3 separate regions of the Sus scrofa genome follow, and all the other regions are linked to region 1. A link is a contact called in public HiChIP or PLAC-seq data. All regions are on one chromosome and are shown on one strand. Each heading gives the region's core, a stretch centred on a gene start, on an enhancer-like site or on the middle of the called end of the contact. The rest is flanking DNA. Distances are from core to core; before and after follow the strand shown. Region 1 holds the start of HERPUD1 (homocysteine-responsive endoplasmic reticulum-resident ubiquitin-like domain member 1 protein). Region 2 overlaps FAM192A (protein FAM192A). Region 3 holds the start of FAM192A (protein FAM192A).

Region 1 (3,231 bases), core at 502-3,001:
CTCCAAAGCACTGCCTTTCACCAAATGACGCAACTAAACGCTACACCTGCTTCACCAATTTGTGTACCTAATAGCCATTCTCACAGCAGCACTGCCACCTGGTTTCTTGGAGGCAGCCACGGTGAAATTACAAACAGTGCCAAGGCGAATGCTAAAGGAATGGGAGCTTATTAAATAAATAAGCACATTTCAAAAGAACGACTCTGACAGCAAACTCACTTCCACATCCTCTACAATGAGAAACGAAAACAATTCGACCCATGAGCTGCGACACGTTGCAACTCTTCAAAGAAGGAACGATTTCACAATCGTCTCCAGCCCTGATGCCCTCTCCTGTTTGATGGAGAATTACATTTGTGGGTGGTGAAGCACACTGCTGAGGCTTACATAATATTAGAGTAGAAAGTAAATACAGGAAGGTCCAGCTCAGAGCCTCCATCACGTGGTGGGCAGGGGGGGAGGGCGGCGCTAAGGGTGATATTGACAGACATGTCAACCAAAACAAAGCGAGGAAATCTCTGTAATTGAGAGACCCCAGTCTTAAAATCCAGACTCAGGAGATTCCTTCCACCTATTTCCTTTCCGAATCACTCTTTACCAGAAAGTGCACCACTCTCCCCCTACGACTAAGCAAAGGCTGTGGAGTCCAGCTCACAGGGAGGGGCCCAGGGCGGAAGATGGACTGGGAGGGAAAGAGCCACGTCTTGCTCCTGGGTGTGGGACCTTAAGTACACACTGCCCGGTGCCCACCATGTTTCTCTGGCCACTGGCTGGCGTTGGCAATTGCCCTCTCCTCTCCGCAACGAGGGGCTATATTCAGAGAACTCATTTCGCAGCCTTTATGTTTTCTCATTCGTCTTCATTGGGCGCAATCCTAACGAGGAACACACCTCGTCACCCTGACGTTTTGGGGAAACTGAGGCTTGGAGGGTGAAATGACTCGCTCAAGGTCAAAGGGCTGTATCAGTGGTCGGGGGACGGCTGGACGCCAGATCTAGGGTGCAGCGAAGGGGTATGGACAGGTATGGCAGGAGTGTGAGGTCTTGGGGACCTAGGAGGCGAGGCGACAGGGGAAGGCAGCCAGTCAGGAAGGCGGAGCGATGGCGGCCTGGAACGAGGAAGTGACAGCCACTGGGCTAGGACGGGGGCCAGGAAGAGGGAGACCACAGGTCGGGGAGAGCAGACCTGGGGAGCACCGGCCGTCGGGGGAAGGCCGGCGAAAGGAAGTAAAGGCAAAGGGGAGGGGGACACGGCACCCTTAGGGGCCGCGAGGTGGACAGCCCGGGCGCTGGCAGCGGGAGTCGGGGGCCCCCCTCTCACCGGGCGCTCGGGGTAGACGCGGCTCAGATGGGCCTTGAGGCGGCCCACGCTCCAGCTGCGGTCGCCGCTCAGCTCCAAGTCGCGATGGCGCTGGTTGGGGCTCTTCACCAGGAGCGTGACGGGCTCGGGTTCCGGCTCCATGTTGGCGGCGCTGTGGGCTCGGCGACGCTCCCGGATGCCAGGCAGACGATTTCGCAGCAGCCCACAACCGCCGCGACAACGGTTTGCGTCTTTGGGGCGCGCGCCCCCACCTCGGCTACCTTTTATAGGGACCCCGCGCCCGGGCTCCGCCGACAGAACGCTCTGTGGCTGCCCCCCATTGGCTGAGGCGGAGGCCCCTGCCCCAACGTGGCCCAATCGGCGCCCGGCTCCGTGGGCGGAAGGGCGGGCGAAGCACGTGGGCGAGGGCTGATGCAACCTGCCGCCGTGGCGTCACCCAGAGTCGTTGCTGCAGCCGCAGAATCTGCGTTCGCTGGCCATGCTGGGGTGCGAGCGGCCCGCATGGGCGCCTCGGCCCTGAGGATACGGTCTTGCTCCTTGGCTCGGGTTGGTCAAGGCGCTTTGGGGCGGGCCGGCCCTGCAGACCCCTGTCTGGCGGCCTCTGCAAATTGTTTCCTCACAAAGCAGCACCCCCGCCCTTTTGACCCCAGCCCCACTTACTCTTGCCTTCCCTGGGTGGCGGGCGAGGTCAGGTCCGCCCCCCCGGGGGCAGGCCTTCCCCAACCCCTGACTCCTGCCTCAAAGAACCGGGGTGATCCTATTTGTGAGCCCACCCGGAAGGGCACTCCTGGTGCGTTTTAGAAGGGCGAGGAAAATAAAGGGCGAGTCTTCCTGGGGTTGAGAATGCAGGCATCCGAACTGATGTTGGCCATTCATCTGTGGCCTCAGACTTGAACGTTACATCCCCAAGTGTGGGGACATCACCCTAACGGGGGGGCCAACAGGCCACAATCCAGCTTATGCTGAGAGATGCTAGAAAAGGGCCTCCCGTCATAGAATACTAACACATGCTTCCTTGAATTTGGGGCTGAGACAAGGCAGGCAGGGTTCTCAGTGTCCTAAAAATGTGACCACAAAGGCCTCCCTGATGCAGGCACTCTCCATCTGTAGGAAAAAAAGGTCTTGACATACAAAACTGACATTGTGCTGCCCCATTTGTTCTAATCCTGCTGGGACGTCTGTTTTGCCAGGTGTGTCAGGAGGAACTTGGTCTGGTTGGTGGGTCTATTAAGATAAACTGGGTGGTTAAAAACTATAGAACTGTATTGTCTCAAAGCTCTAGAGGCTAAGTCTGAGATCAAGGTGTCAGGCAGGGTTGGTTCCTTCTGATGGTTATGAGGCCAGGTAAGACAAGCGGAAGGCCTTAGAGGAGGCAGCCAGACAGGAAAAAACAGCTTCACTGGGAACTCAGATATATGCCATATATCATGGTTTTCTGTAGCCTGCAGCGACAAACATTAAGTCCTTAAAACAGCACATCCATTTTCACTCAATAGTAAGAAATTAAAGGGGTGTGATTTTCCCTAGGGAAAAGGCAATCCAATTTCTGTGATTCCCTCTTGAGTAATCAATGAGCTAGCTCCTTTTAAAGGACTTTTATTTTTCTGCCTATAGAACAAGGGATTGAGTCCAGGACACCCCCCCATTACCCCAATCCTCAGCTTCTCAAGTCCCTTCTATAAAATGGCATAGTATTTGCATATAACCAATGTACACCCTCCCATATACTTTAAATCATCTCTAGCTTATTTATAATACCTAATACAATGTAAAGAATTATAAATACCATGTAAATGCTATGTAAATAGTTGCCAGCGCGAGGCAATTTTAAGTTTTGCCTTTTGGAACTTTCTGGAATTTTTTTTTCTTTGGAACATTTTCCATCTTCAGTTGGTTGAATTGGTGGGTGTG
Region 2 (3,232 bases), core at 415-2,914, 230 kb before region 1:
AACTCTTGTTTCCTTAGTTAAAGCAATATTTAGTAATATGTGTTTAAAAACTGTGATTTTTAAAAATGCCTCATCTAATGAATTCCTTGAGATTTTTGAGATGTGTTTGTGTATTTAAAGCATTTTACGGAGAGAGGGACTTAAGGGGAAAAAATTGCTTATGCTTTGGATGTGGATCAAAAATAATATTATTACCACCTCACCACCTGCCCCCCCAAAAGAAAAGTTTGAAGACTTTTCTTCATTTTAAAAGAATAGAAAGTGTTGGGTTTTTGTTTTAATATTATGTGTGGTTTTGTTATTATTTTTTTCCATTTTTGTTGTGTTTTTCAATGTTTAATGTTAAGAATTTTCTTTGGGGAATTCCCACTGTGGTGCAGTGGGATCGGCAGAGTCTCTGCAGTGCTAAGACACAGGTTTGATTCCTGGCCCAGCATAGTGGGTTTAAGGATCCAGTGTTGCTACGGGTGTAGCTTGGATCTGATCCCTGGCCCAGGAATTCTGTTATGCCATCGAGCAGCCAGAAAAAGAAAAAAATTTTTGAGAGTTTCTATCCTGTAACTTTGGACTTGGAGGTAAAAATCTCAGCATGCTTATAGTTTTTGGTATTCTGTTCCTAAAAGATGAAATTTTTATTTCTTTGATTTTTATTCTAAAAAAACGAACAGTATTAGCATATTATCAAAACATTAAAACATTAAATTGATGAAATTCAGTATAGTACTGAGCATTCTGCATAACCTCCATTGATTATGGCAAATACTTAAGATAACTGGTATCCATAAGAATAGAGTTAGTGCCTGAAGAGTGGTTTGAATTAGGATTTCTTAATTTCTGAAACCCGTTACTCCATTGTACAAAGTTACGTAAATAAATAGTTTAAGACCAAATACCCACAGCCCCAGCCCTTTGGGCTGATAATATGTAAAGAGATACGTTGGGCACTAGATGTCACTCTTGTACCGATAAAGCACTACGGCATCTTAAATTTAAGGAATTGCACTGTGTTCCAGTACTTAGCTCTTGACTAATAGGTTGTGAGAGCGCATGAAAGGGAAGGAGGGGAGGGGGCTGGTGGAACAAAAGAAAGTGACAGATCTTGAAAGCCAGAGATTGACATCAAGCATGAAAAATGTTACAAGTGCACTGGTTGTTTTATGCCTTTAAAACAACTTTTTGGTTCTTGTGTTGAAGATATGCAGGGGCTTCTCATTGTCTTGCACCAGTAGAGTAGGAGTTTGTTTTCATGGGATATCTACAGTTGAATGCTACTGATAGTCAGAGGACACTGTAAAATTGGCTTTTACCCTTAGGGGAGCAAAACAGATATATTTATGTTTTCAGGAAAGTCACATTTTTTTCTGTTACATTATTCAAGATCTTTGTTTTCCCCATCAAGCATGATACTGACCATGTCTTTGGTAATAGAACGTTTTCTGGCCATACTCAGATTTTCATTGAGAATCAAAGGGGAAGAGTTTACTTCTCTGTTCTATTTTGGGCTTAATTTGTTCTCTTCCTCTGGCCACCTTCATTTCTTTTAAAATCAGCTGGATTTGATGGGCAGAATCTTTATTTCTGCGGAGGGGAGGGAATTTTTTAAAATAAGTAAGCCGAACGCTACGTGGCAGAGCTCAAGTGCCAGTGGGTTCCAGCTGTCTTCTGTCTCTCGATTTACCATTGTCCTGCTGTAGCTCTTGTTTTTGTTTAGTTTGACCCTTAACCTGTAACTCACAGTAATCTCAACAAGGTTGGAATTTCTCCAGAAAACAAGAAAGAAGTGGAGAAGAAAGTAGCTGTGAAACCCATAGAAACCAAGAACAAGTTCTCCCAGGCGAAACTGTTGGCAGGAGCTGTGAAACATAAGAGGTCAGCCCACATTTAGACAACTCAGATCTCCCTCTGACCGTGTGCTCTGAAATGCCAGAGTAATGGTAGCCGAGCAAAAGGTCACCAAAGCTTAAGTCTTGGTGAAGTTCCTTTACCTCTTTCTCCCCTACCAAATTTGGTGTCTCCTGTAGCCTTTGACTCTTGTCTCTGATGGTTCCTTCAACATAATAGCTTCTCTTCACTGGACACCTGCCATATGCCAGGCATTATGTTAATTTAGCTTTCCATGCATGATCTCTTTTATTCCTCTCAGCCAGTCTTTGAAGCACAAGTTGTTATTATCAGACGAAGAGACTGAGAATCTCAGAGGTTGAGAACCTTTTTGTCCAAGGTCACAAAGTAATGGGAAAGGTGGAGTTCAGTATTTGAGTATCTATGTTTCTAGGGGAAACAAGGCAGCACGTTCTAGGAAGGATTTATATAGGGCGTAGTGAGAGCAGGGAGGAGGAAACCCGGAACTCTCCCTGGAGAGGATACGTGTGCTCATATTGGGGAAAGGCTTTAGAAAGGAAAGTTTGATTAGGTAGGATGACTGGGGCTTAGAGAGGCAGATGGGGAGAGCAGAGCATCCCAGGCAGGGGCAGAGCTGCCGCAAAGGCACTGTGGCCTGTAAGAACATGGTAGCTTTGACAAGGGTACACACCAGGCTGGGGCTCTGCTTAATTGATGTGGGGTGGCAGCACTGCCTAGATGTTTTGGTAAGTTCTTTGTTATGTTTGTTTCTCCCTTTCCAAATCCTGAAATGGCACCAAAGTGATTCAATCTGGTGATTTCAATTTGATTGACCTTCTTTACTGCAGGCAAAATGATGTTAAGGTTTAAGTGCAGTCTATTAGGAAAATCATGTATTTTGGCGACCAGCCACATGTTTTGAAGGGAGTGCCCTGATGCAGTTCTGTGGTTTGGCACACCATCCCTCTGCTGATGTTCCTAGGAGCGTTGTTTATGTGTAAAAATGTTGTCACAGTATAACAGCAAACGGGAGGGTATCAGTGGCCTGGAAGGGGCCAGTTACCCAAGGCATGAATTATTCCTTTCAAGTTTTCATACAAGCTCTCTTGCCTGGCCCGGCATCTTTAAGGATTTGGACCTGGGTTCGTTTTACTGGACTGTACTGAGAATGGGTTCTGTAGAAGGCATTTAGCTACCTCTCAACCGTGTCTTGCTGCTAGCAGAATGGGTGTTAAATAAGTATCTTTCTTGCTTAGTCCTTAGATCACTTTTTATTGGATCGTCCTTTATTGTTGTTTTGTGTAACAAGGTGATAAATTAGTCTCCTGGGGCAGGAGTTCCTAATCGACCCAGCCTCGGGTTTATTAGAATCACCTGGAAGTTTGTTACT
Region 3 (3,468 bases), core at 400-2,899, 250 kb before region 1:
AAATTAGAACTATGGCAGTAAATGTGGAAATCCCTCCACCCCCATCTAAGCAAGGGCTGAAACCATGGGTTTAGTTTATATGACCTAAAAAGCTGTAAACCTTAAAGCTCTCAGTACAACATGGCTCCCAATACTCCATAGGTGACCAGCAACTGTATTAATGCTAATCCCTTCATCTACATACTGCTTTACAGTTTAGAAAGTGCCTTCACTTTCATTCCTCAACAGCAACCCCTTTGATGGTAGAATCACAGTACTTTCACACAGCTTGTAGTCTGTAAAGTACTTTCACACACTGTGTTATTGTACAGAAGAGACCAAGGAGGTTAAGGAGGAGGAGATGGTAGGTAAGGGGCCTGGACAACCGTGGGACTCTATTCAGTCAATTCAATAGACACTTCTAACCTTTAAAAGTTCAAAGTACAACACTCTAGGGGGAGCAGCCTCATTCAGACAACTATACAGGATAGCACTGAAGAGTCTCAGTGGACCATTTCTGCCTCGATCTCCGTCCCCAAAAACAGGGAAACAGGTAACAGGTCGGAACAAAAGCCTGATCTAGAGTCACGCAGGGAGTGTTGGTGGGACGGACTTGCCCCACTGCACCTGCACTGTACACCCAGAAGTGGCTGAATCCTCTGTTTGGGAGGAAAATCCTTGCCATTCCCGCTTCCCTCTCACTATTCCCCACCCGGGCGTTCCTATGGCTGGTGGTCCTTTCTCCCTGGAACGGCGAGGCAGTCCCCTCTCCCCAGGCCCTTACCCATTTTCCACATCAGGCCTCCGAGGTAGGAGAACCCGTTAGCCCTGGCTCCCAACACCTAACCTCTCTCTGAGGCGACTCTTGAGCCTAAGGCACGTTTAAGTCGCCGGGGGATGATCTGTCTCCCACTCGTGCCGCCCGAACCTCAAACTCCACAAAAAGAAACCCTCCCAAAGCGTTCTCCCATCTACCCCTGGGCACCACAAGAGGAGCACCCCTAAATATCAGGAGCCTACCAGGAGCTACCTGCCTCTCACCTGGATCCCTTTCGCCGCGGCCTCCTCAGAAGGGCGACCCCCAACAACCTCCTCCGGTCGAGAACCCCCTAAAGGGGGAACACCCTCTTCCAGGAACCTCTCCTGGCGCCTTCAGCACGGGCGTCTCTGGAGAACCTCCGGGCTGTTTTCTGGGCTCTGCCCAACGCCACCCACCTCCCAGGCCCCGTCCCGGAGCCTCCTCCGACCCAAGTCTGGTCTCGCCGCCGCACTCAGGCGGCTGTTCTCCCTCACGGACGTCCCCAGCCCTAGGGCTCCCCCCCGCTCCGCGTCCCCAGGGGCTTCCCGGAGCAGCGCGTCTGGGCTGCGGCACTGACTTTCTCCAGCTCCTGGGCCCACCCGAGGGAGGGGGCGGCGGCGGCAGGGCTACTCCTTTGTGACAGGTCCGAGAGAGCGGTAAAGATGGACGCGAGGCCACCGCGCTGCCATTACGTACTGGGCCCACCCCCGCTTCGTACCGCCCGGGCCCTCCCTCAGTCCCCCAGGAAACGCCCCTTCCTCGGTGGCAACCCTCTTCTTAACAGCCAATCATCTTTCAGGGGTGGCATCACGTGCCGTCACGGCCCCGGCCCTCCCCTCCGGCGAGAGCTGGCCAATCCCCTTGCTGAGGTGTGAATGGCCCAATCAAATCTTTCCCGCTAGCATTCCAGGCACCGGATTTCCAGCTGTCTCCTGGGGAGGAGGAGAGGGGCGGATTGGGTTACGCCGCCGGAAGCGGGGCGGAACTTTGTTGTGGCGGTGAGGAACAGGAAGCCCTGAAGGGTCAGAAGAAATATAAAAGCAGAGGCTGTTTTCTTTCGGTTTTTTTCTTTTTCTTTCTCGTAAAGAGCGAGCGGCCTTTGTGGTGGCGGTTTGGGGTGGGCGCCGCCGAGGTGAGGGGGTCTCGCCTCCCGCACGCTGGTAGGTGAGTGCGGCCTGGGCCCTGGCCGGGTAGGAGACCTGGGCTCCAGTCTCCTTGTTGAGGAGATGGGGGGCTGCCTCTGCTGTGAGGTCTAGAGCCAGGCCTGTTCTCAATCTGTATACTCGCCCAGTGTTCTGAGTCACTGGGGCCCGGGACTTGCGGGGCCCAGGCTGAGGGAAGCCGAGGGAGTCCGGCGGGAACGCCTCCAGGTGCTGTGGGGGAGGATCCCTACCCTTTCAAGCGGTCCTGGGACTTTTGGGCCTCTTCCCGGCCCCCCTCTACCTTTTCTACCAAGTGGGGCCACCCCGGTTCCAAGTGAGGAGCCGGCTCTACCCCGAGGTCTTGGAAAGGCTCCAGCCTTCTCGGGAGATGTGGAGGTGCCTAGTTGAAAATGATTGAATCACAGAATCAGTGTAGGATGGGAAACGTTAATTATGTACCATGTACCATTCGCTGTGCTCAGTGCCTTTTCTTCTAATAGAAAACAAACAGGTGTGCTCGTTTTGCGGAAAATTTAGGAAACTAAGACCGAGCGTTGAAGTGACTCATTTGAGAGTTGCTGGTCCATGTGAAAGTCAGCACGCACGGCGGGAAAGAGGGAGACCTATTTGTCCGTAGCACTGGTTCTTAAACTCGTAGAAAACAAGAGGTCTGTATCCCTAAAATACAGATTCTCAACTCCACCTCAGATTGACTGACTCAAGTTTGAGTGGGACCTAGGAAGCCAGGGGCGGGTCTGGTGGTCAGAATCCCCAGTGACTTCTTGGGTACTACCTGTTAGGTAAGATTTGTTGATAATTCAGCTGTGTGACTAATTGATGTGTTAACAAGGACCTCATTAAATGGTTTGAAGGGCACTGCTTCAGAAAATCTTGAGAAGAACTAGTGTGTAGACTCCTTTTTGATTCAAGAAATTAAACTGAGACAAAGGTAGCTTTTATAGCCTTTCAAATAGAGTTTGAGATTAACAGTTTGTAAGGGTCCGAAGGTAGAGGCTGCCCAATTATCTTTCTCACCTGAGGTCTTGGCGCCTTAACTCCCTGGGGAAATCCTTTCTGGCTGTATCAAAGTAAGAATTATGTCAGGAGTTCCCGTCGTGGCGCAGTTGTTAACGAATCCGACTAGGAACCATGAGGTTGCGGGTTCGGTCCCTGCCCTTGCTCAGGGGGTTAACGATCCGGCGTTGCCGTGAGCTGTGGTGTAGGTTGCAGGTGCGGCTCGGATCCCGCGTTGCTGTGGCTCTGGTGTAGGTCGGTGGCTACAGCTCCGATTAGACTCCTAGCCTGGGAACCTCCATATGCCGCGGGAGCGGCCCAAAGAAATAGCAAAAAGACAAAAAAAAAAAAAAAAAAAAAGAATTATGTCAAATAGCAGTATTCCCCTTTACGTTATAAGAATTTTTGATGTTTTGGTTAGAATTAAGTTGCTGCTTCAGAAATTGAATACCGTATATCTGATAAATGAAGTAATTTAAATGCATGATTCAGCCATAGACTCCTTCACAGTTTAATTTTGTCTTTGCGGCAGCT

The links. HiChIP or PLAC-seq counts read pairs in DNA pulled down with a chosen protein or histone mark.
Region 2: an H3K27ac HiChIP or PLAC-seq map of skeletal muscle shows a contact between it and region 1. The contact joins the enhancer-like site here to the promoter of HERPUD1 in region 1. A contact is called at or near these places in 13 of 47 Hi-C or Micro-C datasets (blood, brain, embryonic fibroblasts and 6 more) and 2 of 2 datasets of contacts at active chromatin or transcription factors (alveolar macrophages and skeletal muscle).
Region 3: an H3K27ac HiChIP or PLAC-seq map of alveolar macrophages shows a contact between it and region 1. The contact joins the promoter of FAM192A here to the promoter of HERPUD1 in region 1. A contact is called at or near these places in 2 of 5 promoter capture datasets (fetal liver and liver), 1 of 47 Hi-C or Micro-C datasets (blood) and 1 of 2 datasets of contacts at active chromatin or transcription factors (alveolar macrophages).

Annotation. Positions count from the first base shown.
Region 1 is chr6:18,899,691-18,902,921 of Sscrofa11.1, reverse strand. HERPUD1 (homocysteine-responsive endoplasmic reticulum-resident ubiquitin-like domain member 1 protein) reads right to left here and starts at 1,751. Exons shown (of 8, transcript XM_021093900.1): 1 at 1,321-1,751. The coding sequence starts at 1,461.
Region 2 is chr6:19,134,218-19,137,449 of Sscrofa11.1, reverse strand. It overlaps FAM192A (protein FAM192A), which reads left to right. Exons shown (of 7, transcript XM_021093905.1): 5 at 1,736-1,869. Among named protein-coding and RNA genes, the nearest start is that of FAM192A, 18 kb to the left of the region's middle. Within about 2 kb of position 1,664, at least 2 of the 83 cell types and tissues checked have an H3K27ac peak or open chromatin away from gene starts, as enhancers often do. A contact at or near this core is called in skeletal muscle, where this site is marked.
Region 3 is chr6:19,152,469-19,155,936 of Sscrofa11.1, reverse strand. FAM192A (protein FAM192A) reads left to right here and starts at 1,649. Exons shown (of 7, transcript XM_021093905.1): 1 at 1,649-1,776. It overlaps RSPRY1 (RING finger and SPRY domain-containing protein 1), which reads right to left and starts at 1,524. Exons shown (of 15, transcript XM_021093906.1): 1 at 1,021-1,524.